Regions from separate parts of the Mus musculus genome. Here region 2 is linked to region 1. Evidence: chromatin contacts called from public Hi-C data. All regions are on one chromosome and are shown on one strand. The core of a region is the stretch at or near the end of the contact, and the rest is flanking DNA. Distances in the headings are between cores, read along the strand shown.

Evidence for each region. Hi-C and Micro-C count contacts between places; a contact is called where the count stands out from the background.
Region 2: a contact with region 1 is called in a Hi-C map of liver, with 3 times the contacts expected there. The contact joins two enhancer-like sites. A contact is called at or near these places in 2 of 484 Hi-C or Micro-C datasets (cerebellar granule neurons and liver), 1 of 115 datasets of contacts at active chromatin or transcription factors (embryonic stem cells) and 4 of 9 other capture datasets (adipose tissue, embryonic stem cells, liver and 1 more).

Annotation. Positions count from the first base shown.
Region 1 is chr3:35,887,237-35,894,719 of GRCm38.p6, reverse strand. Dcun1d1 (DCN1, defective in cullin neddylation 1, domain containing 1 (S. cerevisiae)) reads left to right here. Exons shown (of 7, transcript NM_001205361.1): 7 at 1-2,615. Among named protein-coding and RNA genes, the nearest start is that of Dcun1d1, 42 kb to the left of the region's middle. Within about 2 kb of position 3,374, at least 4 of the 459 cell types and tissues checked have an H3K27ac peak or open chromatin away from gene starts, as enhancers often do. A contact at or near this core is called in liver, where this site is marked.
Region 2 is chr3:36,076,152-36,083,634 of GRCm38.p6, reverse strand. Acad9 (acyl-Coenzyme A dehydrogenase family, member 9) reads right to left here. Exons shown (of 18, transcript NM_172678.4): 7 at 6,739-6,913; 8 at 5,124-5,197; 9 at 3,339-3,414; 10 at 1,754-1,824; 11 at 1,407-1,526. Among named protein-coding and RNA genes, the nearest start is that of Acad9, 14 kb to the right of the region's middle. Within about 2 kb of position 3,889, at least 7 of the 459 cell types and tissues checked have an H3K27ac peak or open chromatin away from gene starts, as enhancers often do. A contact at or near this core is called in liver, where this site is marked.

The DNA of each region.
Region 1 (7,483 bases), core at 2,125-4,624:
AGGCATGAGGGTATTAGGTTTGTTTGTTTTTTTTTTTAATTTTTTGTCATCGCACTATGGAACACAATGCAATTCACTTAATTTATAAGAAGATAGTAAGATTTAGATTTTGAAAATGGTTGTGATGAGCCGTGAAGTTCAACCTTTCTCCCATGGCACTGCTCTTTGAGGCGTGGTCCAGCCATGTTGGCTGCTGACTGTTGAGATGGCTTACTGCTAAATCACTGTGGTTGCCAAGTCTACTCCAGAAGCAGAGATTGTCAGACAGGCGAGCACTGGTGCAGATACCAATGGCTTCTGTTCTATAAATTATTTGACTTTTGACTGTTTTTGTCTCACTTGCATTTGCTATTTCCACATCACAGCAGAATGCAGTCTTGATTGGTTTTGTTTTTTGTTTTTCCATGACAGGACTCATGCCTTGCTCTCCTGCTGAAAATGCTTGTTTCTCTGATAACATACTGACATGTGAAAGGGGTGTATTCATACATATTTCCATGAGGAAGTTAAAATGATGAACTAAATGTTGGGTGACTGGTCTTCAATAGGAACAGATTTTGCTTCATGTATCCAGGTCCTCTGCAGGGTACCAAGGAATGTTCTTCAGGATAGCGGAACAATTTATGCAGATATGGAAATGATTAAAACTGCTTTTTAGTCACATGATTTGGAAAATGCATTGAAAGCTTACCTTACAGATATATCATTAATCCAATCATAACTTTAATTTAGGAATGCATTTCTACCAAAAGAAGCTTAGAGTAAATTTCTATTCACGTTACAGGGATTGGTCATTAAAAGGAAAAGAATCTTGCTGTTTTCAGTATTTCTTGATTTCATTTTTTGTAAATATAAAGAACTTCAATTATGAAAAAAATTAAAGATATATGTATATATATCTTTAAAAGTTTTACAGACCTATATTGTTTATTCCCTACATGGAACATTTTGAGTTTTGGTATTGTTTTCAGATTGATTGATTCAGATATGATTTGTTTTCAAATGAGACTCCATTAGCTTCTTTCCCTGCCTCATAAATTTTTTTTCATAAAAATCTTGATATTTGTGTGTGGCCTAATGCTTTGGGTTTTACAGATTTTATTTTTAAATGCAAGACTTTTTAACAAAATAGTGTTTGTCATCAGTTTGGTACTAAACATTTACAATTACTGTGTAATTATAAACAAAAATATATAAAGCTTTTATTATGTAGCAAAAAGAGTTAAGGTTGTTCACCATGATGGCATCTTAGAATTAAACAAGACTTGCTAGGGCTCCAAGAGAAAATTGATTTAATGTGTTTATTCTGAGGGTGACTGTCTGGTTCTAGGAAATGTTTTGTAATACAAATGCTTACCCTATTGGGGGCGGGGCGTCGGGGAGTCTTCCAGAGGAAGGGCACACTCACTCACACACAGCCAGCTATTGCCGGCAGAGGATCATGGGGTTCAGTCTTCGTGTGGGTCAGGTCTCCAAGCTGATTCTTTTCTTTCCAGACAGAACCATAGGGAGAGTTTACTTTTTGCCAAATGTCAGAACAGGTACACATTTTTAAATGTAATGCTTTTTAAATAGTAAACTGTATAAAATGAGAAGTACCCACATATAAAAATACTTGAGGTCAAGGTTCTCTTGAGTGACTATCATCTGCATATCTCTGTAAGTTCAAGTGTGTCGTTTCCAATCCCTGTCATATTACCCACAGAGGCAATAAAAGCTTCAGTAAATTTGCCATGACTAAATCTTCTCCCATATTATTTCAGTGTTTTAGTGTTTCACATAACTAGACTAGACTTGAAGACTTTTCATGGCCGAGCGCTGTAATGGCACATCTGGGGGAAGAGAAGCTACGCCACGTGTTTGCTCCGTAATGTTTACAATGTGCTCAGCTGTGTTGTTTATTTAACTGCGTTAGTTGTATACTGCGGCACTGTGAGTGCACCCCTCATCGAACTTTTAAAAAGTTTTAGTGTTGGTAAATTCGCTCACTGAAACCATCGGGAGCCTTTTATGTAATCTCTTTCCTGAATAATTCTTAAACAAGGTTGACATTTTTTCCCCCCTCAAGGATCTGAGTGCAGAGTTCTTTTTTTATTTTTTTCTTTGATGATAAGTTTTTGAGCCATTCCATGCCCACCCTGCTTGTGTGTTTACGTGTGTTGCTGTTAAGGACTGTTTGGAAACCTGTCATTTTGGCATACAAATAGGAGCAAGTTGACCTAAGAGAATAATTTGGGGATGAAAAATGGAAAATGGTGTTGGGAAAAGTTATACTTGTTTACAAAGTATGCCCTTGTAACATGAATGACCGTTCAGTGAGCGTTTATGTGGCTCTGAATGTTAAATTGTGTCTTTAATAGGAAATATTTACCTGACACCTCTGGGCTTTTTGTTGTTGTTGTTACCTTAAACTTTTAATAATATGGTTTATATTGAATGCTGAGATGTTTTGATAAGAGTTTACCAAATTTGATAATGTAATGATAAATGTTTTAAAATGTGAACTATTTATCATATATCTTAATAATTGAACTGTGGCTTTTATATGACAGATGATGAATAGGGTCAAATTATGGCTCACCCTTTAATTGATTATAAACTTGAGTGTATTTCTGAACCCTTTTATTGCTTCCATTTTTATAATCATAGCAGTACTTTTTATTTCATAGGAATCTAGTGAAGTTAATTTCTGGTTTCCATTGACTCCTTTTGGTTAACTGAGTTGCTTTATTTGTGCCACTCTCTGGAGGCAGAACAGATAAGCTTGGAACTGTCACCCATGGTCTCCTCTGGGCACTCCTGGCTTCTTTTCTGTATTGCCTGTTTGGAAAGTGTCATTTGCTGTAGACTACCTCTTGGACAACCTTGCCATGGGCTCATGGAAGGAATTGGTGCTAATGCAGCTTTTGACTTCTCTTTGGTTGATTGTTTTTCAAGATTCTTTTTTATTTTAAATTATGTGGCTGGAGGTATGTGTGGTGTGTGCATATGATTACAGGCGATGAAGGCCAAACGGATGCATGGGATCCCGGAGAGCTAGAGATGCAGACACCTGGAGCCACCTAGAGCAGCTGAGGAGCAGAGCAAGCTGCCCGTAATCTTTCCAGCCCCAGGTTCATTTGGAAAACAAACATCGTCAAAAATACCAGCATAAAACCTCTCATAAACAGTTAAATCATGGTGAAAAGAGCAGACGTAACATGGCCTAACGGGTAATGGCTTTATCTAGGGCCGTTAAAAGAGAAGTAACTTTGTAGTTACTCACTTTTGCTTTTGTTGTTACTGTTTTGAAATGGGGACTCATGAACTCCAGGCCATTCTCAGAATCACTGTGTAACCAAGGATATCCTTGAACTTCTGACCCTCTAGTCCCTATCTCCTGAGTGCTGGGATTACAGTGTACCACACCCGGTTTATTTGAAGCTGGGGATCAAAGGTGGCATTGTGCATGTTAGACAAGCAAAGTGCCAACTACAAAGCTACATCCCCTACTCTTTTAAACTGAAAATTAAAGATTTACTTACGTGTATACAAAGGTTCTCTCCCTTCACAAGCAAGTTACTTTCAGTTTAATTTTTTGCAGTTATACTGTCCTTTGGTTTACAGGCTGTGGCTCAGGGTGTTTGAGTTGTCCCATGCAGACAGCCCTATTACACTCTTATATTTTTGTGGGTGATTGGTGATGTTGGTAGTGGTGGTGGTGTTTTGGGGGTTTGTTTGGTTAGTTTGGTTTTGCTTATTTTGTTACTGTGGGTTTTGAGACAACCGGCCATGAACTCATAGAGGTCCACCCGCCTCAGCCTCCTGAAGGCTGGGGTTAAAGGTGCATGCCACCACACCCTACTGCTTTTCTCTCTTCCAAGTGTTTCATAGGAGAGTTGTTAGAATTCCATTTTTTAACTTTGTTTTGATACTGTGTTTTTGAAATGGACCGTGCTATAGCCCAGTGTTGCCCCAAATGTAATTCTGCCCCTCAGCCTCCCAGATGCTGGGATTAGAGGCATGTGATACGGTGAGCAGCTTGGCTTGGCTTTCTTCCTCCCTTTTATGGGTATGGGTATTTTGCCTTTATGTATTTCTGTGTTTCATGTTCAAGGAGCCCAGAAGAGGACGCTGGATCCCTCGAGACTGAAGTTAGGTGCTTGTGAGCCACCCTGTGGCTTCTGGAAATGGAGCTCAGGCCCTAGGGAAGAGCAGCCAGTCTTCTGGTTCCTTAGGTTGGCTCCTAATATTTGAGTTTTAAAATGTTTTGTGTTTGCTTTTGAGATGGTCTCGTGCAGCCCCAGGTTGGCCTTGAACTCCTGGTGTAAGTGAGGGTGATCTTGAACACCTGGCCGGCCTACCTGCCTCTGAGTGCTGGAATCAGAGGCAAGGTTTATGCAGTTTTGGAGATGGAGCCCAGGCCCCCCGGAAGCACTGACCAGCAGAGCTACGCTCCTGTCCCTAAGATGTGCTATTGGTTGTCTGAGAAGGTAACTTTACGTCGTTGGCAAATCTGGAGGCCAATGCAAAGTCATGGAGATGAAAAGAAAAAGCCAACATCTGCTTAGAAGCAAGTCCTTCTCTAGGAGAAAGCACTCATCAAGTTCAAAGAAAATGGAAAAGTTTTGAACCAAAATCAAAACTTTGAAAACAAAGTTTGATTTGAAACAATTGTGTGAAGTGTACAAGGAACAGCTTAATTAACAAACACGGAAGAGGAAAACCTACAACTGCTTTACATCTAGAAAGTATATTTTTGTGTAAAGGCATATTCAATATAAATAATAAAATTTTATTTCAGGTTATAAAATAGAAAAAACTTTTTATCTAATGGAAAAATTGAGTGATATCAAGCAAAAATTTTTTTTCCAGAAGAAAATAGAGATCAAGACGGGGGATGGATTAGTTTAGAGTAAAATGTGTAAAATGGCCAAAGTGCTGACTGTGCTATGGTAAACAGAGCTAACATGGCCACCTTGGCCAAAGGTCTATGCTGTTGTAAACAGAGGTTATGTGGCTGCCTTGTCTCAGCAGACGGTAGCAACTATGAATGGCATGCTGATGTGGGACCTGTACAGGCAACATGCTTTCAAGCAAATGTAGACTGTGTCCTAAGAGTCATTAGAATTTATATCAAATCTCTGGACTGCCTGCCATGCAGAGCATTAACAGTCTTCCTAAGCATTTGTTTTGGTCACTCTTCATAAAATCACAAGAGGCTGAAGGCACAGGCAGTGGTAGCATTGGTACCAGCAGCAGACACGGCTCCTTTGAAGTATAATCCCTGCACCTTCAAGGTTCAGTCACCCAGCAGCTCCAACAGCTGCATCCTCACAATCAGGTTTTAGAGCAAGACTACCTGACTGGAAATGTCCCCTGAGCTGCTCCTGTCCCTCCAAGGACTTCTGCTAATTTGTGTGCAGTCATTTCCTTTCTGAAATGTAGGGAGAATCATATAGTTTGTGAGCTTAAACTGTCCTTGGGGTGAACCCTAGAATGTGGGTTAGCTCCGTTCTTCGTTCTTATTTGCAGTAGACAGTTAATGTTCCTACTTGGTGTTTGTTTGTTTGTTTTAGGATGATGATGCTATGAATGTCTGTCTTTGTGTGGATTCATTTTCAACTCTCACAGTTTCAAATTTGGAATTGTGGCTGTACCACTTAGAGATGTTCTACCACCACGCAGGTGTTGCTGGTTATCCTGGTCCTCTTGTCTTTCCTTCATACGCATGCTCATTCCAGTTAGTTCTCTTATCTATAGGATGTGCAAACTGAGGGACTTTGAGATGACCTAGGAGATTGCTCTAGAATTGGGAAAAAGAATGAAATCAGTCTGGGCTGTGCTCCTCCATGAAGGTTGAGTTTTCTGAAACCAGTGCAAGTGAGCGGTTCTGGAGACGCCTTGAGTGAGGGTTGGTGCTGATGGGTGCAAAGTGTCATGTATGACGTTAGTCACACCAACAGTGTGAGGTCCTTGAAATGTCATGAAGTATGCTGTGTATGTTTTCTAGATCTTTCACTTTTGAGGAAACTTTGAAATTTTGACGAAATTCCCAAAGATTTGCTTATCATTCTGTTTCAGCTGCCTATGCAGCTGTACAAGGTCACCCCGACCTCAAGTGGTCCCTGGTTACAGGTTAAAGGGCAGTGTGGCACTGGGGCGGAACTTACAGCCTTTGTCTAGCATGAGTGAAGCCCTGAGGTAGGTCCCCACTATGACAAAGAAATCAGACCAGGGTTTCAGATTACAGGCTGCTGTGCCTTTCTATGGTTGTGTTTTTAAATTTTTTAATGAAAATTTTTAGACAGAAAAGACATGAAACAAAACCATGCTCGTCTCCAGGCCAGTGTTAATGTACATGCACGCTGCCTGTGTTTGGAACCTTGATCTGTTTAGAAGCACTTCCCAGAAAGCAAATTATTTAACGGGTAGTTATTTCAGTGTAAGGGTTTTAAAACATCACCACATTTTTCATTTAGTTATTAGTGGTTTCTTACTGTTAGTAACTAGCCATATAAACCCCATTCTTTGTGTTGTTGTTGTTGCTTTTGTTTTTCAAGACGAGGTTTTTCTATGCAGCGAAGGCTGTCCTGGAACTCCTTTGATCAGGCTGGCCTCAAACTCAGAGATCTGGCTGCATTTGCCTCTACCTCCTGAGGGCTGGGATTAAAAACGTGTGCCACCACCGCCCAGCAAGCTATGTTCAAGTCAGTATTTATGCATGCGGTATAATGCATGCAGGACCCATACATTACATGTGTCTTCATAAATCTCTTCACCTGTACCTTGTAATTTGAGATATCTGTCATGGCTTTAACTTTTATATGCAATTTCCAAAATTTATGATGAAATTTTTATATACTTAGTAAAAATATCCTAACTTGAACATACTTTGAACATCAATGAAATGTGACATGAGAAGCTAGTTTAGTTAGGTCAGCAGACTTGAAACAGCCAGTGTAATGGACTCAGAAAAATAATTAGTATTGTATGTGTGCATGATGTATTGGGGGGGGGGGTGCGCATGCCATGGTCTGCACATGGAGGACAGAGAACAGCTCTGTAGCGTTCCTTCTCAAACCTTTGCATGGGTCCTGGCCTGGAGATTGAGCCCAGGTCATCCGGCTTCCGCAGCTGTCACCTTTACTCACTGAGCGCCTCACTGGCCCAGAAACTCCGAGACCCAGTTTTCCAAATAAATGAAGCAGTCACTTCTGTAAAGTTTCTTAGTTTCTAACTGTCCACTTAGCTTAAGGAAAGGCACTCAACATCAATAGGGTAATGTAAATAAGCCCGCAGAGGAGCCACTTCTTAGCAGGCATCACTCTTACCAGAGTTGAACAGTAGCTGAGTTTGTCACTCAGTGACAGCCCTTGCTTTGCACATGTGACACCCTGGGTTTGATTTGTTGCTGAGGCTGTAGAGAAGTGAACTGTTGGATATTGTGGGTGGGATTGCAAACTGTTGCACTGGCTTCAGGAAAAAGATTGTCTTTTCCTGA
Region 2 (7,483 bases), core at 2,640-5,139, 190 kb before region 1:
ATATCCTTGGGCTCGTTCCGGCTTCAGGCAACCCAAGATGACTGATCTGTGGCCTCTGAGATTCAGCTTTCCATGGCCAGCTATTTAGTAAATAAACCACGACTGCCTCCATACTGCGTGATACCCAGTTCACTCATTGTTAGTAGGAAGGGATTGCTGGACAATGTGAAGGAAGTAAGAGACTTTGAGTACTCAGCCCTCAACAGCCCTACTTTACCACAGCCCTACTCAGGACTCAGGGAAGAATGCAGGAGTGGTGGAAAGACTGTAGAGCCAGAGGTGGTACATGCCGTCAAGGAAAGTTTCCCGTCACAAGAGAAGTGAGACACATATAGACTCCCAGAGACTATGAGAGCATGCATGAGACCTGCACAAGTTCAAGCCAGACAAAATCCCAGCATGGAGAAAGGGAAGTGGGCAGCAAGCATCACCCCTAGCTAAGAAGTAGTTGATTGCTGCTGGGAAGGAAAAATCAGTTTTCTTTAATGGAATGACACTGAGCACACTACCCACACTCCAGGGCAAGCCTGATCCAACTGACCGTAATGACCAGGGAACAGGTCTGGCAGAAAGGTGGCTGTGAGGGAAAACAAAGAGTGGAAAGCAGCCAATGCCACAGAGGTGAAGGTGGTAACTGCTCTGTGCTGTGGGTCACTTGTTTAACCCGTAGGCATCCATGTGAGACATCGTCACTATTTCCCTCTTCTGTTATAGCCCAGAGGTGAACCTAGGAGAATCACTGCAGCAGAGTGTCGGCCACCTTGAGAAGGGACAGTCTGAGGAAGCCCAGGGACAAGGATATAAACTTGGGACTGTTCTAGACTCAAAGGTTGTTTTAGAACATTTCCTATTTGCAATATTTCTAGAACCCTTTAAGGTAGAACAGCAGCATACACGTAACTCAGGACAAGGCCTAAAAGTCAACTTAGCCCTTTTACAGACCAGAGAGATCAGAATCTTGCAACCAGTGAAGTCTTTTTACCTCATTAAACATGTTCTAAAAGAAAACTCTGACCAAGAAGAAAGACCATCTTCCATCTACTCTGGAAAAAAAATAGCACTCCTTCCCAGGAAAGTCCAGCTAATTTACATGGATATAAAGTTTTGATGTCTGTGTTTTCTGTGTGTTCCTGTTGCTATACAGTAGGATCAACCAGAAAAACAAACAACCGAACTGGGCACAATCCATGGGGAAGTAGGGAGCTGTCCTGTAGACTCACACTCATGAGCACCCTTCCGAATCCCTTCTCCTGGCTTCACGCTAGGGCCCTGCTGGCCCAGAGAGCTGCACAGGTGCATATCACAAGGTCAAAGGCCATCGACTCACGAAAGGAAGGTGGCTGACAATGCCATGGGTCGCCCCAGAAAGGATGATCTCCCTCCAGTGCTCCAGTTGCTGGGATTACCTTCACCATGGCTGCCTCGATAGAGCAGTCGGGAAATCCTGGTTGGTCTAGCATCCCTGAAGTGAGGTAAGCCATACTCTCCATTACGTATGCCTTCTGAGCCATGAGCGCAAACTTTTCCTGAAATGTTTAGAAAAACAAAATCAAGAAGCGATCTGCATGTGCATAGACTTAAATAAATCTCCTAACCTCTCTTCTCCTGAAAAAGCCAATTGTGTCAGAGCCTTGCTGCCCTAGCACCAATAATGCCTGGTGCAGTTGTCTTCCCATTCCCCTGCCCACAGGCACAGCCCAGGGACAGAACTGAAAGCCTCTCCTCACCCACAGCAAAGCGAGGCCTACAGTACCTGGATCAACCCAAATTCACTGAGATTCCTGTTGAACTGTTTCCTCGTACAGGCATACTCAGCAGTCAGTTCTAAAGAAGAACAGAGTTGTCACGACAAACAAACAAACTGGATTTAGGTTATGGGAAAACTGTTTCCTACGGGAAACATGATGACTCTTCAGCACCCAGAAGGAAATATGAGAGAGCTCTGTTTCTGAAAATAGAAGCCCTGAAGCCAGAGACCCCACTTTCTGGCAGCTGTTGGAGGTGGAATTCTCAGGCCTCATGGTCCCACAGGCAGCAGGAAGAAGGTTAAGAAGACAGAATGCTGAGTCAGTTGTGAGGGTATGGAAGGAAACACGCTGCCTCCCTTCACAGTGCCCACCTCATAGCAATGCTGGGAAGGTAAAGGGGGTGGAAGGCTGGAGGCACCTAGCACAAAACCTGGTGCACAGGGCACCCAAGGAAGCCGTGGGAGTGGGCCCACAGGTCCTCAAACACAGCACAAGGGTTGTCTTCACGTCAAAGCCCTGGCTGGGGCCTCACATTAGTGCTGGGTTCTAAGTGCCCCAGAGGGACATCCAGTTGTCCACCCTGGCACCAGTACCTCCAACTCTGCCTGTAACTTGTTTCTCAAGTACTTCTGGTGTGACCCAGCTGCTGCTGGTCTCCCTTTGTTCCTATGCCCCCATGTTTCTAGACAGTGAGAGCCCTCACAGATGAGAGCCACAGAAACGATCGTGATGAAAGGAGCTTGCACCTAGCAGGCAGGTTTATCTTTAGGTCATGATGCATAGGCTTGTGTAAACCACCACCCGCTCTGAACCCAAATGCGTGCTACACTGTAGTAAACGTCAACAGCCATAGAATTTACAGGGCTGTTTTTGCTTCCAGCACTTCATAACCCACAGCTCTGTCCAAGGAGCCCTGGGACTCTGTGAGATTAGATCTAAGGCTTTCTTTTGCTCATGGAACAAAGCTCATTAAACAGCCATATTTGTCATGGACTAGTGTGTCTATAAAGCAGAGAGATGTTGAAATACACAGCCTCTGGGGAAGAAGTACATTTGGTCTAAATCAAAGGCCAGATGCTAACTTAAGCGGTTTGTCCAAGTGGTGTAGCTCATACTTTCCCACCCAGCGGGAATGGCACAGACATTCTGGGTATGCAGTAGGTGCTGCAGAGGGCTCCTGCTCCTGACTTCCCTACTGTGGAGGTTCATCTACAGTGTCAACCTGAATGGCTTTAGAATCACAAATCGATACGAGGAGACACATCAGGGCATGTTTGTGAGGGAGTTCCCAGAGATGTTTAACTGAGGAGGGAAGAGCCACCTCGAGTATAGGCTGTGTCAGCCCATAAACTGAGGTGCCAGAGTGAATAAAAGAGGATAAAGCCATGGGAAGCCAACATTCACTCTTTCTGCTTCCTGAGTACACACACAACATGCCTCATACCCTAGAAGCCGGAGCTATTTGCTTTCTATCTGCACCTTGCCAAGATGGTCCACGGATTCAAAGTGGGAGCCAGAATAAACCCTCCCCTCCTAACACTGCGTTTGGAAAGTATTCTGTCAGAGCTGAGTTAGGGAACTATCACATACCGATCAGCTTCTTCAGCATCCCGGCCACAGCACTGCCCATGCTGAATCGCCCACTGTTCAGGATGTTCATGGCTACCTGTAGGGGGGGTGGAAAAGGTGGAGAGGCACTGAAGGAGGCCGAGGAAGCCAGCCATACCAGTTTCCATGAAAGCAAAGGCAAGTGGTTCAAATTCCATGCCAGTACAAAGGCCGAGTTAATGCCCTACCAGTTTTCAGGCCAGAAGCAAGCAGCTCTAACCCTTGAACTGGGTGGCCTGGGCACTGTTGTGCATTTGCATCAACATCACTGGCCTCTGACTGCAAGTCATTGATCATACTCTAAATGCACCTGCCAGCACGCCCTGTCCAGTGAAGGAAGAGAACCTCAGATGGGCTACATGTCCTGTAAGCAGCAAGAACACTAGCTGGACTTCAGGATCATGCTGTTCCGATGCAGCAGCTGTGGCTCAGTGCGGTGTCATGACTTTCTCCAGGCTACAGCCAGCACACTCACGGCAGGCAAGCCTGTATACAGAGGTGGCCCTGGTAACTACTGCCAGGTGCCTGTGACAGTGGCTCTGCTGGCCCCTGCCTCTTTCCTCACCCTGTATTCTGACCCAATACAGTGAACACTGGGAGCCACACAGGAACACAGCTCCAGCTGCAAGCTGTGCTACCTCATCCCGAGTCACATGGGTTCTCCTCACCTCCAGAGAGCCCAACTAAAGAAACCGAGGGAAGCCTCAGGCTTAATTTTAAACACAGACAGCTTCCAAGTGTTAGTGAAGATGTAGAACTTCATACACTATAACCACTATGGAAAAAGTTCTTCAAGAAAGTGCCATTCTATTACAGGCTAGCAATTCTATTACTACATTTACACTCAAAGGGCTTGAGAACATATTTCTCAAACAAAAATTTGAGGATGAAAGTTCACAACTCTGTTACTGACACTAGCCCCAAAGTAACAATTTAGCTTAATGAGTACGTGGTTTACCCACACAGGAGAACATCATCTACCCATTCAAAAGAATGAAATACTGAGTGACAGAGATGTGTTTAAGTTAAATGTCATGTAAACTATTTCTCCATAACATATAAAGATGGGGCTGGAAAGATGGCTCAGCGGTTACGGCCACCTGCGCTCTTACAGAGCACTTAGGCTGTTCCTCGCTCCCACGGAGGCTCACGAACAGCCTGTAACTCCAGCTCCAGAGGATCAGAAGCCTTCTCTGGCCTCTGCGGGTACCAGGCACACATGCAATTCACACACATAAATTGAGACACCTATGCATATACGTAAAGTAGAGAGAAATGAATCTGGCTGATTAGGGTGGCATATGCGCTTAATCCCAGGCTTGGGGCGTGAGGGGCAGGTGAGTCCTTGGCCAGTGCGGTCTACATAGTGAGTGCCAGGCTCGTCAGAGCTACTTGGTGAGACTCTATTCTGCCCAGAAAAAATGAATCTTTAAAATATAAAGCTGACTATTAGGGCAGAGACTTACGTTAAGGGTTCTTGAAACCTGAACTTCTCAAGCCCACTAGCCTGTTTTTCACACTTGCTAGAGAGAGGAACCCCATTCCTCGATCAAGATGAAGGAGATCTCCAAGGGGAATAAAGACTCCTCATCCTAACCAGACTCCCTCCTCTAAGAGCAAGCCATTTTTTCAGCCTTTGTGTTGCTGAATTCCTATGCCCAAGAGCTACACAAGGCCACAGGCTAGCCTGCTAGGAAAAAGGTCAGGGCAGAACATGAGACTCTTGTGAAACAGCACAGCACTTACATGGGACTGCCTGCAACTTACCTTAAAGCCCCCTCCAACTTCTCCAAGGACATTTTCCACAGGCACTCTGGTATTTTCAAAATGGACCTCACATGCTAAAACAACAGGAATTGAAAGAGCGTGACAAACAAATTCAAACTGCTCTGCTCTTGACCACAGGCCCGTGGCTGACTGGCTAATGCACTCATTTAGCATCCTAAAGAACAGTGAAGATAGACCACGTTCCTGCCACCACAGACACGAGGACATGTCAGCATGGTCAGTACTATGATGAAATATCAGCTCAGTACAGAGAAGGATGGAGCTGAAGGGGGCTGCCATCTTTTGAAAGTCCATGACAGACTCTTCTAAGGTAACATGTAACAGTAGCTGAAAGGAACAAAATAGCCAAAAAACCAGGAAAGCAAGGGAGAGCACCAGCAGTGCCTCAGCCCTTAGAATAAATGGGATTCTTATTAACAGAGTCACACTCATGTTCCATAGAGCAGCATCTTCCCAGCTTAGGGTAGGGAGTTAACAGACGGAATGTAGACGACCCGACGTGTACAGACACACAACCTAACCCAATTCACCAACATCCTTCAGACTGAAGCAGGCATCCCCAAACCATAAGAAATAAGATTCCACTGCTGCAAGCTAAATCCTACTGTGTCTGACTGACAGGGACACTGTAGCCAGAGACCACCAGCAATCCTGTAAGAAAGGCTGACTCTATTGGTCAGTGTGCGTTAAACAATGAGAAAGCAAGGTGCCTAGGACTAGGCAGGGGCTGAACAGTTCCCTTTGCACAGCATTCCCTCTAGCACTGCCTGGATATTCTAATGCACAAACAATGCAAGTCCTGGCATGCTGAACCAGAGACACTCAAGATGAGGAAGGTTAGGGTTCAAGAGACACTAGGGCCAAGTGTGATACCTGTCGAGGTGGAATGCCATGAAACATGATCTGTCTGCTGGTCATATTTAGGGGTTGGGTATGTGGGCTAGAGGACCCAGTCACTCTTTCAAAGTGTACTGGGTATGGGGCACACCTGCCTTCCTCTTTGACTTCATCTCATATTCATGAGCCATCTTTTGGGGTCTGCATGCTGCTGGGCCTCCATCCTCCCAGTTGTCAGCAGGTAAATGACGCTGCTGAACGAGCTGCAGAAACGCAGGCTGCACAGCTGTGGGCCTGACATGCCACTTTATACCAAGAGACTAGTTAGTATAAGAACACTATGGCCGGCCAGATGGGTGAGCTTAGGAAACAAACAGGACACCAGCTTCCACTGAAGCAAGGGCTGACCAAGGGATGAAAGGTGGATCTGGACAGTAGGAAGAAAGGAAAAGGATTCTAGGAAAGAAAGATGTGGTGGCCTGCCACAGGATGTGTGCCCAAGACAGCTGCAGTTGTGTGACATGCATGCCTGCCCCTACTGAGGCTGGGATTTCAGCTGCCCTCACTCACCTAGGGTCAACAGTGCCAACTGTACCAAGCAGCACAGGTTGTGGCTGCACTCTTAATTTGATGTTGCTAATTGCTAAACTAAACCCATGAGCAATGAGGTGCCCTTTCACCTTCGTAGGTCACAGGGACAGGGCCTGTCTTTCAAGTCTCTGCCGCACTCATACAGAAGCACGTCTGCCACACTTACTGTTGGAGCCTCGAATGCCTAATTTATCTTCAGGTTTCCCATTAGTGATTCCGCCGAAGTCTCTTTCTACTATGAATGCGGTCATTTTGTCTGTTTTCGAACCATCAGAATCGACCACCTCGGTTTTTGCAAACACAGTAAAAATATTGGCCAGTCCTCCATTGGTGATCCAAACCTGAAGAAAAACAACGATCCTTGGAGACCCCTCAGCTCTATCCAACACTAAGTTTCAGGCCGCCAGACACACAGACTTCATACACTGTACTTATCAACTGAACAAGTGAAATGGGGGATGAGGAAAAAGAAAGGGTGCTCAAAAATCACAATGGATGGGAATTCATTTACTTTTTGATTCAAGCAAAACAAAGTGATCAAGGGCAGAGGGTAGGCGGTGAGCAGGGAAAGCTGAAGGCTAACTAGATAAGGAGCTATTACTATCCTCTGTCCCATTTGCTAATGGTGCTCTATCTTTAAGCAATCCTTGATTAAATCTCAGATAGCACACAGAGGTGGTGAAGACAACAGAAACACGACCAGCCGTGAGCCATGCAAGTGCACTGCACTATACTTTGCCTCTTTGAAATCTTGTGGACTAGAGATTGAAAATAAACACACAGAGGCAGCTGTGTGCAGAATCGAGGAGACTGCGGATAAGACCACCTTGCTCCAATACTGCCTTTGCCACTTGAGGGACTTGGGCTAGCCACTCCGCTCTGCCTCAGGCTGTTCTGAGAAAGAAGTGCCA